Linked DNA regions of Muntiacus reevesi: regions 1 and 2 are each linked to region 3. A link is a contact called in public Hi-C data. All regions are on one chromosome and are shown on one strand. The core of a region is the stretch at or near the end of the contact, and the rest is flanking DNA. Distances in the headings are between cores, read along the strand shown. Region 1 holds the start of CS (citrate synthase). Region 2 holds the start of DGKA (diacylglycerol kinase alpha). Region 3 holds the start of ZC3H10 (zinc finger CCCH-type containing 10).

Region 1 (4,396 bases), core at 467-2,966, 160 kb after region 3:
TAAGACACTTGTCTCCTAAGTGGTCAGCCTCCACCATGCTGCTGAGTACCTGGAAAAACCTGTAAATGCTACAGGTTTTACCTTATCTGCCAACCATTCAAGATAACACACTGTAAGACAAAACCTTTCTAGTTTTTTCCTTTCCTCCCCTTAGGTGCTGGCAGCTTTAATTTGTCTGCAGAAGAAAAAAGTGTAAGTTCTTTGCAAGAGTCAAGGTCACTTGTGGGACTGTCCCTGCTTGGATTAGAAGGCTGGGACCCCTCAGCACACCAGTCTTTCTGTTTAAAGTACCCAGTTACCCAGAGACAAAAGTAATTTTGGCAATATGAAATGGAAAACACTGTGTAAGCAACAACATTCCTTACGATCCCAACAACAGCAAAAGTCAAATAAAGGGCCCCCCATGGGACTTCCCTGGTGGCTCAGACTCCAGGCTCCCAAAGTGGAGGGCCTGGATTCCATCCCTGTTCAGGGAACTAGATTCCGTGTGCTGCAGCCTAATAAATTTTTAAAAAGTAAAGGGGTCCCCCCCCAAAGAGGAACCTTTCTTGGGTAGAGCAGATTTAAAAGCAACAGTAAAACTTAAGTGAGCAAAAAAAAAAAAAAAAAAAAAAAAAACTTAAGTGAGCAAGTAGTAGGGCCGGTCATGTAACCTTGGAATTACTATCTCCCGCCCAGTTATCTTCCCTTATCAGCCTGCAGTTTACAGGGACAAGTTTTCTCCAATCACACGCGATAATCATGCAGAAGGTTCTACACAAGCCGTCCACCCCACCCGAGCTCCTCCTATACAGAGTAAGTGCAAAAGTCCCAAGGACAGAGAGGACCCGAGTCGCATTCCTCCAGAAGGAACTACTATGCTTGGTCACCAAAGGTTTAAGTATCTGGGCTGGAGAAATGGAAGCCGGCAGTTCTGAGACTGACAAGGACCTCTCTACCTAGCCGAAGCTGAAACCAGCCACGGCTGCGGCTCCGGCCCAGGACAGAGTGAGCACATCTGCTCGCCCTTGCCGCTTGTTAGCCAGCCCCTCCTTCCAAACAAGCGCTTTCCCTAATCCCAGTGGCACCCATCTACGTTCTTCACTCCTTTTTCCAAGGCCAGGCACCCCAGCCTCTTCCACCCTTGGCACGCGGGGTGACAGCTCGGTCCGGCCTTCCCACCGGCCCAAGACCTCAGGCCAGGGCGGGCAGCACTCACTTCACCCCCAGTGGGCCGGAAAGCGCAGAGCCCCGGGAGCGCCAAGCAGGGCGGGCGGCCAGCCAGGCGCAGGCCCCTTTAAGACGCGCGGGGGTGCGCCTGGGTAGGGGAGGGAGACCCCGGGCTTGAGGGCCTGCGGTCGCCTCAGCCCCACCCTGGGGCCGCGCGGTCCCTCCCGGTTGCTCACCTTAGCCCCGAAGAGCCGGGCGGCCGCAGTGAGTAGAGCCATGGCGGGCGAACTCGGGGATCTGCCAGGGAGGGAAGAAGGGAAGAGAGCTGCGGCAGGAACGGAGGCGGCGCCGCTGCACCGGAGGCCGCGCGGACGCGGGGAGCAAGGTTGAAAGGAGGAGGCTGAGGGAAGCAGTAGACGAGCCGGCGGCGGCGCCCAGCCCGGGGTCCTCGGCGAGGCCCCGCCCCCCGCCCGGAGCCCGCCCCGCCCCTCCCGCGGGGACACGCCTCGCGCGCGGCCATTGGCCCAGGGCGCGCGGGGGGCGGGCCCTGAGCCGCCGACGGCGGCTGTGGCGGGGAGGATTGGACCGTCCGGGGTCGGCTAACTGAGGGCGGATGGGCGGGGGGAAGCGTGTAGGTGGTTAAGTCTGCGCCTGAGAACTCGTTAACTTCCTCCTTCGGCTTCCCCCTTGCCCTTAGCGCGTTTAGGGCTCACTGTAAGGCGGCTGTGAGAGAAAAGCTCCAAGCACGCTGACCTTTGAGAGGCCCTCGGAAGCCAGCCCCTTAGTACTCCCGCGGCCACTGGTCCCACGCCGTCGGCGCTTTCCTGATCAATGTCAGCGGTTAGTGACTGAGTGGCCTTAGAGGTGACATCACGGGGACACAGGCTCTGCCGCCAGAATTAGCTACTTGGAAGCAGCACCGTGGTGTTACAGAAACCAACGGATCCCAAAATGCGGAGAAGGAAAGCAAACGCGGGAGCCCGAGTACCCCGTGCTCGTTGCCGGCAGGCAGGTCTGTGATTACTGCCAGGAAACCCAAGTCTTGGGAAGTGATATCTGCTCACTCGTGTTCCGCTCTTGGTGACTATGCACTGTAGCCCGCCAGGCTCCTCTGTCCATGGAATTCTCCAGGCGAGATACTAGCGTGGGTTGCCATTCCCTCCAGGGGATCTTCCTGACCCAGGGGTCAGAACCCAGGTCTCCTGCATCGCAGGCCGATTCTTTACCATCTGTCAGACAAAGCAACTCTTACAAAGGCCCCCTTAGTGTGAGAGCTTCCAGAGCAGTCCAGAGCCTCTGGGTTCTGGGCGTTAGCCTCGTTGCCACTCCAGTCACATAACCCCACACAACCAGTCCACACCACATATAACCAAAAGATCAGGAGCTGCAGAATAACCCTTCACCCCCAATCATCTCCTTTTTGTTACAGCACTCCTGTTACTCTCATAGGGCCTTTGGGCCTTTACACGTACTTGGCTGTCTTCTATATACTCTTATCCTGTGCTCCCCAGAGACCGTTAAATGAACCATGGCACTGAAGTGGTCTTCTATATCATTCTTGACTAATTCTGGGTAGACAAGAACTTAGAACCTTTCAACCTCTATAGGCTATCACTGTCATTGACCCGAGGGCAGAGAAGAACTGACCCACACCCCAGACGAACAGTCCTTTTATCTCCTTACATAGAAGTAACAAAGTTCAGAGGTCTCAGTACCATCTAAGCCAGGTTTAGCTAGATCCCATTTATAAAGAACCTAGTTTATAGCTTGAACTTGGAAAGAGAGAAAAGAAAAGTCATTTTCTCTTGCCAGGTTTCTTTATACTTAGCTTTACACCGACCAAGCAATGCTTTTTTGGCTTGGGGATCAGATCCTAGGAAAGAACTTCGTAAATGGTGCCCCAGAGGAGCACTGAACTTAGCTATCTCCTCGGTGACTTCAAAGCTCCACCGATCAATACTTGGTCCCAATTTAGCATCTCACAGAGGATTTCCTCCTAACCCTAGAATAGTTCGGCCTGGTTTCTTCTCTCTGGTTAATCATCCACAGGGACTAGCCTGCAGGCCAGAGGACTGAACTCCAGCGCCCCAACAGACAGGAGGCATTCTTAGGGTGAGGCTACCCAAGGGATAATTGCTGAGTGGCCATGAGCGTAACCTATTCTGGAGCTCTAATGATGAGAGGAAGAGTGGGGAACAATAATGCGTATAGTGTCCTGGAGCCTCGCGTCATGAGGCCTTTATGGACTTGTTAGGGGAAACACACTGACTGAAACCGCCCACCCTGGCCAGGCACCACAGTAACTAGTTGCCTGAGTTATTTTGTGATAGGCGGTCCTACTAAGGAACACGGAACTAATAAGCCACCACCAACCAGAAGAGTTCAGGAAAGGTTAAAAGGAGACACCACATGTCCTACCACCTCCCAGAAAACTCGCTGGCATTCATCTTTGCTGAGCAATGTATGTGCCACCAAGGTGAACCCTGAGTCAGAATGATTGTCCATGGACAAGCCAGAAACTAACCCCATCACCATAAACCCGAGACGTGGAGCCACGTGGCAGAGCAGCCCCCTGGGTCTCTTACCCTACGGCCTCCCCCTGGCTGCCCGGCCCAATTCAAATCTCTTGCTTCGTCAGCATGTGTGTCTCCTCAGACAATTCATTTCTGAATATTAGGCAGGAGACACACTTCAGGCCCTGGAAATGGTCCGCCTGCCTGCAGCAGACTTATTTTGAGGTTGTTCAGTCCTGACATCCATTGCTATAAGATCAATGGGAAAATCCAGGGATCAAAGGAACTGAATGGTATTTTCCAGGAACTGACTTAGAGTCTTTTCTCTGAAGCTATTTGGGATCTGGGGAGGTAGGAGAAAAAGTTAAAGGAGAAGGATTAGCATGAATAAAGCAGCCAAGTAAATTATAGGTCCAAATACAGCTAAGTGTCTGAAAAAGCTGGAGGGGACAAGGGAGAGAAGACTGAGAATTGAGGTCATCTTGACCTTGGGAATGACCTCTTTAAAATGGACAAGGGCAACAGTGCCCTCTGGTGGCCAAGGATAAGTAGACGCATGCACCCTAAAAATTCATCAGTAAACCAAACTGCAGAAAAACATCTGCTTAACTGACTATGCTAAAGCCTTTGACTGTGTGGATCCCAACAAACTGTGGAAAATTCTTAAAGATATGGGAATCCCAGAACACCTTACCTGCCTCCTGAGAAATCTGTATGCAGGTTAAGAAACAACA
Region 2 (4,713 bases), core at 1,932-4,431, 170 kb before region 3:
TGGGAGCTCCAACTGCTGGAGAAGAGCTAAGGGCCCGTCAGGGTCCTGGATCAAGGGCCAGCGCTGAAGGACCCCAGGGCTTGGGCGACCGGAAGCGGAGACCCCCAAACAAGAGACCAGAAGGGGGCGCAGGTGACAGCCCGCAGGAGAGAATGAATGGGGAAGGCGGTCCGGAGGGCGGGGCAAAGGAGGGGCCCCGGGATGGGCGGGGCACAGACCCCTTTCTAAGTCCGAACCCCTGCCCCGAGAGCCCGGGGAGAAGCGGCTCCGCGACTCCCGCACTCACCGCCGGTCTCGTCAGTTACATAGGGAGTCGCCATCTTGAAAACGCAAACCACTTCCGGCGTGAGCGGGCTGGGGTCCCGCCCCCCTCCCCACCGGAAGTGGAGTCCAGATCGTAACAAGCCACCATTTTAGTCTTAAAGGGAGAGTACACCATTTGGTGGACAGAAGTGAAGGAGGCGGAAAGAAGCTGAAGACTAAAATAAAATAAGAGCCGTAGCCTCTTTTACTGCCGTTGATGCCAGTATTGAGCGCCTGCTGCGTATATAGCAGTTCTCTGAGCGCCGAGAGGAGTTCCGAGGCACAGCCCCTACCCTTGCAGGCAGTCTTCGTCTGTGTAGGACCTGCGGGAGGAAAGGGGGCAAGGCCCACCTGCCTCCAGAAGGCGGGGGAGGGGGAAGGCTAGTAAACGAGGAAAAGGCGGATATTCAGGGCCTGGCCTGCGCCCAGGTTCCAGAGCCGCCTGGGGATACGGGGCGGGGAGGCCAGCTCCGGGAACGCACCGGGGCGCACCAGTGTTGGGGGCGAACGCAAGAGCCCAGCTGACCCTCTCTTAGAAGGTGGGGAGGTAGAAATCGCGCGCCGATTGCCCTTGGCCGCTCAGCTCAACCCTCCCGAGAGAGACGCGCGAGAGGGACGTGCAAGGCCGAGGGCGCTGCCTGTCGGTCATTTGTCCCCGCAGCTGCAGGGCTGCCGGCGACTTCTACGGCTGAGAAGGCGGGGCGGGCGGCCCGGACCTGGCCCTGCCCCTGGGGCGGCCCCAGGGGCTCGGGCGGCGAAGTGACGACGGTCCAACTTCGCTCAGGCCTTCGACCCGGGAGCCGCCTCGGGCTCGCCCCGGGGTCAGAGGGTGAGGTGAAGGCTGCTGGGCGGACCCAATTAGTAGTCTAATTAACCTCGGCCACGTCTCAGTGCTCTGGGGATCCAACTCCGGGCAAAACGCCAATAATCTGAGCCGTTCGGTCGCTGCCTTTGCAGCCCTGCCCGGCCCCGAGTCTGCCTTTTCTTTAGGAACCCAAATGTTCTCCCGCCCCCGCTGTTCTCGGCAGCTCGTGTTGCTTCTGGGCTAAGTCCTGCTAAACTCGTTTCCCCCGCAGCTTGGGAGGGGCCGGCTACAGGCTCCCCTCCTCTGCTCAGGTGTCTGCCCTGCCCTCCCCCACCCGCCGTGTTGTTTTTTCCTCATCAACAGTTTTATCTTCCTCCAGATACCCACCTGGGCCTAGGTTAATGTCCAACAGAAAAAGTGACCACCTCCAACACTAGGCTGCATGTCCCACTTGGAAAAACAAAAAACCCAGCTGAGAGCAATGGATGACTAGGAATTTACTAAAGCTTTGAAGTGAAGCTTCAGAACTTTTATGGGGTCACATCTTGCCTTCTCTCCCATACTCCACCTTCCTGACTTCCACCAGAGGCCCAGCCCAGAAAATCTCAAAAAGACTCGTGTAAAAACTGATATGCATTCAACACATAGTCATTGCAAGTGTTCCAACACTGCCGTCCTTAACCCTTGCTCTTCTTTCACCGACCGTGCTTCAGCCCTGCGGGATCTCCTTTCCATAACCCTGTTACTAATGATTAAAGGTAAGAGTGAGATGAAGTCTCTTAAAAACTAGAGGAATGCATTGTTCCTGCAAAACTAGAGGAATGCATTGTTCCTGCCTGTACTGTCTGAGGAGTCCTTTCTGCAAGAATCAGTCCTAAGGTGGCTCCAGTTGACCACCCAACCCTAGGCCCCCCACTGTGCCCTCAGACATCCTGTCTCAGCTCTGGGACTGACAGGAAGTGAAACTCAATTGTCTGCGTAGCAGACCTGCCTGGGACCCAGCCCTGAACCCCGGATGTGCCACCTCCCCCGCCCCCCAGGAGGAAGAAGAGAACGGAGAGGCTGGGGAGAACTCGGCTGTTGTTTTTTCCTTTCCCTTTGTTCGTTGCGGTTTCTTTCTTTCTGATTTTTATGATGTGGTTGATTAAAGAAATGAGCACCTGGAGCTGTAGGCATCAGAAGCCTCCTCCTTAGATCTTTCTTGGCCTTTCTTCCTCTCACCCCCACCAGTAAGTTACTGGGGTATGATGGAGCACAGATCTTGAAGACAACTCAAGCCCAGAGTATAAGTGATTCCGTCTTGTTCCTTATTAGAGGCGTCATCTCAAGTCCCACTTTGAAGTCTCCAAAAAATGTCTTAAAAGGAGGATCTTTAACTTCGTGTAGGAACGTAGCTGAGCATGACTGAAAAACAGACGTGCATAGGGTGCTAGCACTACCAATGTTAACTGCCAGGAAGGCTGGGCTCCTTGAGGATTAGCATCATGCCAGGATTCCTAGGTGCGGGGCACAGGGGCATAGAACTGATTGGAAGAGGGGCTGGGGGGCTGTTCTTACATCACTCAGGATGGCTAACCCATGCTCTTTGGGGCAGTCCCTAAGCTGGGCTATCGATGTCTTTGGCTGTCCTGCAAAACAAAGTACCGGACCTGATGTATAATAATCCTTCAAAGTGCTTACGATTCCATGACTAAGGAGATCATGTAGGAAGGAGAGACGAAGGATAGGGAGTGGCAGGGTTCTTGTCTTTTTAAGGTTAGAGGGGAGACAGGAGCAGAGAGACAGGCCGTCTCCACTCCCTACCTCAGATCTCCAGTTCAGATGCAACAATAATACTCCAAACCCTATTACTCAGCAGCTATATTTCTGACAAAAATGGAGGGTTCTCTTCCAAGTCTCAAAAGTCAAGAGCTGCTTAGATCCCTGTTTCCACTAGAGGGCCTCATGTATTCATTCCTTCTCCTCTCCAACCCCCACCAAAAATATGTGTATATTACACGTGTGTATATGTGTACTTACACGCGCAACACACACACAACACCCAAATACACCCTTCCAATCAGAGCTCCCCCCTCCCCACTCTCTACTACCAGGTGTAAAAGTGAAGATTCCAGGAACTCAAGCCTTTGTCACTGTGTCCTACTTCAATGAAGGGTAGGAGGGGGTTAGACGGGGGTTGGGGCGGGGCCAGGGAGCTGGATGCCTGGGTCCTCAGTTCCTACCAGAGAGTCCCTAGGCCTCTGTCGTTCTCCCCTGCTCTACCAGCCTCACCACCATCCATGCTGCCCCAAGAGCCTTAACTCGGAGCAGATTCCAGACAGGAGAAGCTGAAAAGATCTTTCACCCCGACTTTTGACCAGGGCCTCCACACCACCTGCCAAGGCCAGCAGGTAAAGTGAGGGGGTTAGGGCACCAAGAAAGGGTGGACACAGGGAAATGCTCTTTGCACCTGAACCTTGACCCCAGAATGAAGGGAGGAATGTGGTCTTGAGAGGAGTTGTTCTCAGCCTGGGGAAAACAAATCTGAGACAGCTGGGGTTTGGGTTTAACAGAGGCGAGAAAACTGGAGGCCAAGGTGGGCAGGTTATCTCAAACGGGGTCGGGCAGCGTGGAGCCCGCGGTGGCAGGGAAGAGTGGGCAGAGGGTGTGCAGTTTGGCACTCTGGCCTTGCTGCTGGGCATCTCCCGAGTATAAATTCAACCCATGGTGGACGGAAAGGACTTGGGAAGGGAGGCCCCCTGCGGCAGCATTTAGGAGAGGTGGCTGGGTGGGCAACTGCCAGCCTGCCTTATCCGCGGGCTCCCCTCCCCTTCCTCTGCCTTCGCCTCCCCGGGTTGGGGCTCGGGGAGAGGGTGTAAGTCACTGCACAGACAGAACTGCTGCCGGGGCGGGAAGACGAGCAGCGCTGGAATGTGGAGAAAGTGGCACAGACCAGAGCCCTGGGGATCGGGGGGTCGGGGGAGGAGGAAGGCGGGTCTGGTGAACTACAAGTTCCCCGAGCTGGGGGCGCCGGGCGCCGGCTGGCGGGCGGGCGGGCCGGCCGGGCTGGGGGGCGGGCAGCTGTGTCGTCAGGAGCGGGGCGGCCCCGCGGCGGCCGCGCCTGCCTGGCCCGTCCCCTCCAGCCCCGCTCGGGCTCCTGCTCCCGCGCCGGCGCTCCAGCTCCGACCGCGCGCCCTCCGCATGCAAGGTAGAGACCCCGCGAGCCCCGCGCCGCCTCCCACCCTCCCGCACTCGAGCGGCTCGGGGCGGAGGCCGCGGGAGGGGACGCCCCACGGGCTGGGGTAGGGCTGCTGGGCCGAGAAGGAGGAAGCGTGACAGCTGGAGTGGGTAGCTAGAAAGCTTTGCGCCAGGAGCCGGGGCAGCATGAGGGTTGGCCCAGAACCCCATAGGCAGCATTTTCCCCATGCCTTCCCCTCCATCTCTCCGGTCCCTGATCACTCGGACGGATGCTGAAGCTGGCTCCTAGGGACCCGAGTCGGAGGAAAGTCCGCTTTGGAACCTCCGCAGCGCTGCACGGGTGGAGAAGGGTACTTGGCCTCCTGGTGCCCAGCTCCCCACCTCTCTCCTTTCTACACCTGTCAGCGGGAAGTTTCTGAAACTACCCG
Region 3 (4,865 bases), core at 2,276-4,775:
ACCCCTTACTGCTGACACTATTCAGAACAATGTTTATTGCACAAAAGTTAAAAAAACTGCAAAGTGATTATCTTGGTTTAGGAAGGAAGCCAGGAAGAATACCTTTAGGGTTAATGCATTTTTCAAGCCAGTCTGAAATTTGATGGGTAATGCATATATTAGAGCATTTTTTATATGAGTTACTGCTGACCTGAAGATAAATAATTATGAATTAAACTGAACATAGATCTCTTCATAAGAGTTTATAGCAATCAACAGGTGAAGTCCCAGTGGGTTTGATATCTTGCAGGGGGTTTTATTTTTGTTTTCAAACACATTACAGTCCGTTGGTGACAATACTAGAACCTCGTAAGCAGTTGAAACAAGGGTCCGAAATTTAGAAACCTGATTTTCCAGAACTAAAAAGGTGAAATGTTTTAAAGGAAACGCTAAAAAAGGAATCAACAAGCCTCACTCCATCTTATAGTGAATAAGGTGAAGTCTGTATGATGAAGGATTTCATCCTTCATAATACACATTTTCTGTAGCCAAATCTTAGGGTGTCTTTTTTTGGGTGCTTCTGACCTAACCATATCTTGATACTGGGAAGTTGTCTTATCACCAAATACTATTCGTGCCTAAATATACATGTAGCTGATCGGGCTTTCCTTCTGTCCATTAACTAGATCTGTCGTTAATTTGACACGACTGAAGCGACTTACTACATACACTATGCAGAGGGAGAATCACTGAAGTATTTTCTCAATAAGATGCATTTTGGCCAGGAATGTTATGACATTCTGCCCCAGGCATTGTAGGGAAAGACCACAGGTGACTAGGAAAAAGTTTATCTTCAACAATAACAAAGGTCTCTTTTTGTAGTACAACAGCTTTCTCGATTCCCCGCTTTATATCTTTATATCAATCTTAGAACCTTTGGAAGTTCCAAAATCGAACCTGCAGATATTTAGTTTGATAAATAAGGTAAACCAGTAAACGGGGAAGGCAATGGCACCCCACTCCAGTACTCTTGCCTGGGAAATCCCGTGGACGGAGGAGCCTGGTGGGCTGCCGTCTGTGGGGTCGCTAAGAGTCGGACACGACTGAGCGGCTTCACTTTCACTTTTCCCTTTCATGCGCTGGAGAAGGAAACGGCACCCCACTCCAGCGTTCTTGCCTGGAGCATCCCAGGGACGGGAGCCTGGTGGGCTGCCGTCTGTGGGGTCGCACAGAGTCGGACACGACTGACGCGTTTAGCAGCCCCAGCAGCAGCAAACCAGTAAAACAAACCAGGACTTTTTGTACAGTCCGCCTGGATCCACAGCAAAATGGAGGATGTCTCCAGGAAACTGCAACTCCCATGAAGCAACGAGAGGGAAGGCGGAAGTAGCTACCCTCTGCTCGTTTGCACCTCTAGGTCTCTTATTGGAAGTATGTGCTCATATCTAAAAATATTATATCCTCATAATAAAACAGGTGAGAGGGATCTTGTACATCAAAATATTGATTTCCAACAGAATTTTTCCAGCTTAATCACTCCTCACACACCAGCGAACTGCCAAAAGCAATTGTTACGCCCCTTGAGAAGCCGCGCCCTCCTAGGGGGCAGGGCGATAAAGCGGAAGTGACGACACTGAGTATTCTATTAAATATCCGTAGGCGGGCCCCTAGCGCTCTCTCGGCCTTAGCGCCATCTTTTGAGGTGAGTGTTTGATGGCTGTGTTCGTGTTCCGACTGCAATCCATAAACATCTGATCTCTGCACTTACCATCATTACAGCAAACTAACCGCAGACTTTTTTTCTTTACCCGTAGAAACCTCTGCGCCATGAGAGCGAAGGTAAGCAGTCCCTGCCAGGGAGCTAAAGCTGTACGAATTGGCTGTTGGTAGGGGAGACCTTGGCAAGGGAAATCTGCCATCGTTCCGGGGTCGCCGGGTCCTCAGGTTGTGATCACGAGCTAATGGGAGAGGAAGGATAGTCTGGGGAGAAGCAGAATAGGTGGTGCGTAAGGTCTGTGGGGAGAAGCAGAATAGGCAGTAGTTAAGTTCTGTGGCGAGAGAGGCTGGAAGTGGGAGAGAGCTCATGCAGGCAGGATTCGGCGTTTTACGTCTGGGATTCGGGTGGCAATACAGATTGTTGATGTGGTTTGCTGCGACTAAGTCCTCTACTTGGTCAAGAATCTACCCGGTTCTAAATAGTGCTCTTCATGAAAGTTGCAAAAGTGTTAGTCGCTCAGTCGTGTCCGACTTGCGATCCCGCGTACTGTGTTAGCCCGCCAGGCTCCTCTGCCCATGGACTTTTCCAGGCAAGAATGTTGAAGTGGGTTGCTATTCCCTTCTCCAAGTAATCTCCCTTACCCAGGGATTGAACCTGAGTCTCCTGCATTGCTGGCAGATTCTTTACCGTCTAAGCCACCGGGGAAGCCTCCCCTAGTGTTCTTAATGTCTCTATCTAAACTTGTTACTGAAACTAATGATATCTTGTTTTACTCTCTGTCCTTGGTTATAATCGGTTGCCAGTGGAGGAAGAAGCGAATGCGCAGGTATGCTGGGACGTAGTTAGTACTGTGGGGTCGGGGGGGAGTGGAGCAAAGTGGACAAAACTTGGGACGAACATTTGGTTTAGAAATCCAACAACTTATAAGCATTGACTGGCCAATGCCATGAATTGGGCAGAAGGCGACAGAATCGTAATGTTGATTTTACCTGTCCCTTGTATTGGGTGCACCTTTAAGACTGGAGGGAAAGACTGAACTCGGGTTTGTGGGGCCCGAGGTGTATTCTTATGTCTGGTTTTCAGGCTGAAGCGCAAAAGAAGAAAGATGAGGCAGAGGTCCAAGTAAACTTGTACACCCATGGAAGCCACAGAAGCAGAAACAAGGGAAGCCAGAGGCCAGGGGCGCTGGTACAAATTGTGGACTGCATGCCTACTCTCTAGAACTTCTCAGTGGACCTGGAACATCTGTGGCCATTCCGATCGCCTCGACCACCTTTGAGAGACCGACCTTGCTCGGATCCAAGCCGCCCCTTTTGGTCCTTTGCCCTGGGCCTGTGATAACTGTGGACTAGTTCTCTTCTCAGTTGTGGCTGAATGTAACGTGTACAATAAATCCTCTCTTTTGCTGTCTTAGCTGAAGAAAAAATTTGTGTTATGTGGTTTTTTCTGGTTACACTGGCTGGGGATTCTCTTAGTGCGGTCTGTCTGCTCCTTATCTACAGGTGGGGGGCGGGAGGTGTGGGCTCCGGTCTTAGGAGCTCCTAGAGTATTGGGCGGCCTTTACTTCCTGGAAAGGGCGTGGACTCCGGGGACGGTTTTCAAGTTGATTTCGCGGGCCTAGGAGCCATCAGTTCCGCTCTTATCTAGGTCCACGTTACAGAGTTCCACTTTGAGGCGTTTTGCCGTTGGGTCGCGTTGCCATGGTGACGCGCAAAGCTTGCTGGGAGCTTCCTGCTGCTAATCGCGCTAGTACTTCGCACACCACAGAGTGTGGTTCCGGGTCTGGGAGCTAGAGCGTCATTTCTTCCGCAGGAAGCGGAAGGGCGATAGGGTAGGCGGCTCTTTGTCGAAGCTAGAGGACCGGCAGGCGGCAGCAGCAACTACGGCGGCGGCGGCAGGTGAGGGAGGCGGGAGACTTAGGTGGAGGCCGCGCCCGGAGGGGAGGAGTCGGGGCCGGCCCAGCGGCTGGGCTCGGCCGGGCTACACAAGGCCCCCCAGGACCGAGTTGGCTGTTCCTCACGTCGTAGGGCCGAACCCCCTTTCTGACTGACCCCGCTTCGCGAGCAAACGCCAGCTCCGTGACGTCACACCCTTGCCCATCCCCTCTGCTTGATGTCACCTGGAGTTCCCTTTCCCGCTTCACTTCGTGCTCCCTTAGTGTCCTATTCATATGGTCCCCGGCGGAGCTCCGGCGGCACTGCACAGAACCTGCCAGGCGAAGCACTTACTCCGGGAAACTCCTAGGACTTTCCCCCCCGAAACTCTGGGGTGTTGAGAAGCGTCATAATCACCGCCCCCAAGTCTAACCCGCCGTCCCACTGCACTGACAGTCGCAGCCCTTGCACGGCTCCCTGTTCGGAGTTCCTAACCCCAACCCGACTCTGGGCTTTGATCCCTACATTCTCCTTCATCTCGAGAAGCGTCCCTTACTCTTTGTTCACTCAGAGCTGGTTTTCCACCTCTTTCTCCTAGGCTCTCCAAATTAGTTCTGTCCCATACTATTACTGGCAGCTTCTCCCCTTGACAGGGGAAGTTCAATTTGAATCCGAAGGAAATCTTGGAGCGCCTAGAGCTCTTTCCATTTTGTCAGACTTCATTCTTAGAGCAGCAACCACTCTGTAGTTCTCCATTCTTACCCCTTCTTACACCCAAGTCTCTGTTTTTCTCCTGCTCAGAACCCAGCAGTGATGTGGAGGTGGAGACCCACAGGAGCCCCGGACTTCACCTGAGCTACCTCAGGTATCACGCAATCCTGGGAAAGTTGGGTGGGGAAGAGTATCACATATGATTATCTGCTCCTGGTGGGACTTGTAACATGGGTCAGGCTTGGATAGATGCCATTTATTATTCAGCAGGTCAGTTCCCTTTAAGTAAAAGTTTTTATCTTTTCTTTTCCCACTCTTTTCCTTGATTGCTTTTACTGTTCTGGGACTACCTCCCTTTGGAGGAAGAGGACCTCTCTTTTACAGATTCTCTTGCAACTCTGGCCTGTGATCCAGTCGGTATATTTTTGGGATCATTTTGCCTTGAAAGCAAAGTCAAGGCAACAGACTGGGTGGTTGGGGGCCGTGAAGGCCAAAGAAGTTGTCAAGATTCCCTTATACTAAAGGGGAAACAATATGAAGTTTTCCTATTTGAACAGCAGGGGGAGCCTGAACACTGCTTAGGA

What was found. Hi-C and Micro-C count contacts between places; a contact is called where the count stands out from the background.
Region 1: a Hi-C map of muscle shows a contact between it and region 3, with 6 times the contacts expected there. The contact joins the promoter of CS here to the promoter of ZC3H10 in region 3. A contact is called at or near these places in 2 of 3 Hi-C or Micro-C datasets (blood and muscle).
Region 2: a Hi-C map of blood shows a contact between it and region 3, with 7 times the contacts expected there. The contact joins the promoter of DGKA here to the promoter of ZC3H10 in region 3. A contact is called at or near these places in 2 of 3 Hi-C or Micro-C datasets (blood and muscle).

The regions. Positions count from the first base shown.
Region 1 is chr4:170,882,858-170,887,253 of mMunRee1.1, reverse strand. CS (citrate synthase) reads right to left here and starts at 1,716. Exons shown (of 11, transcript XM_065934898.1): 1 at 1,386-1,716. The coding sequence starts at 1,427.
Region 2 is chr4:171,208,230-171,212,942 of mMunRee1.1, reverse strand. It overlaps DGKA (diacylglycerol kinase alpha), which reads left to right and starts at 3,181. Exons shown (of 25, transcript XM_065934958.1): 1 at 3,181-3,262; 2 at 3,374-3,498. PYM1 (PYM homolog 1, exon junction complex associated factor) reads right to left here and starts at 354. Exons shown (of 3, transcript XM_065932209.1): 1 at 287-354. The coding sequence starts at 320.
Region 3 is chr4:171,041,464-171,046,328 of mMunRee1.1, reverse strand. ZC3H10 (zinc finger CCCH-type containing 10) reads left to right here and starts at 3,525. Exons shown (of 3, transcript XM_065934930.1): 1 at 3,525-3,594; 2 at 4,372-4,435. It overlaps LOC136167349 (a long non-coding RNA gene), which reads left to right and starts at 1,673. Exons shown (of 3, transcript XR_010663088.1): 1 at 1,673-1,818; 2 at 2,500-2,522; 3 at 2,780-3,126.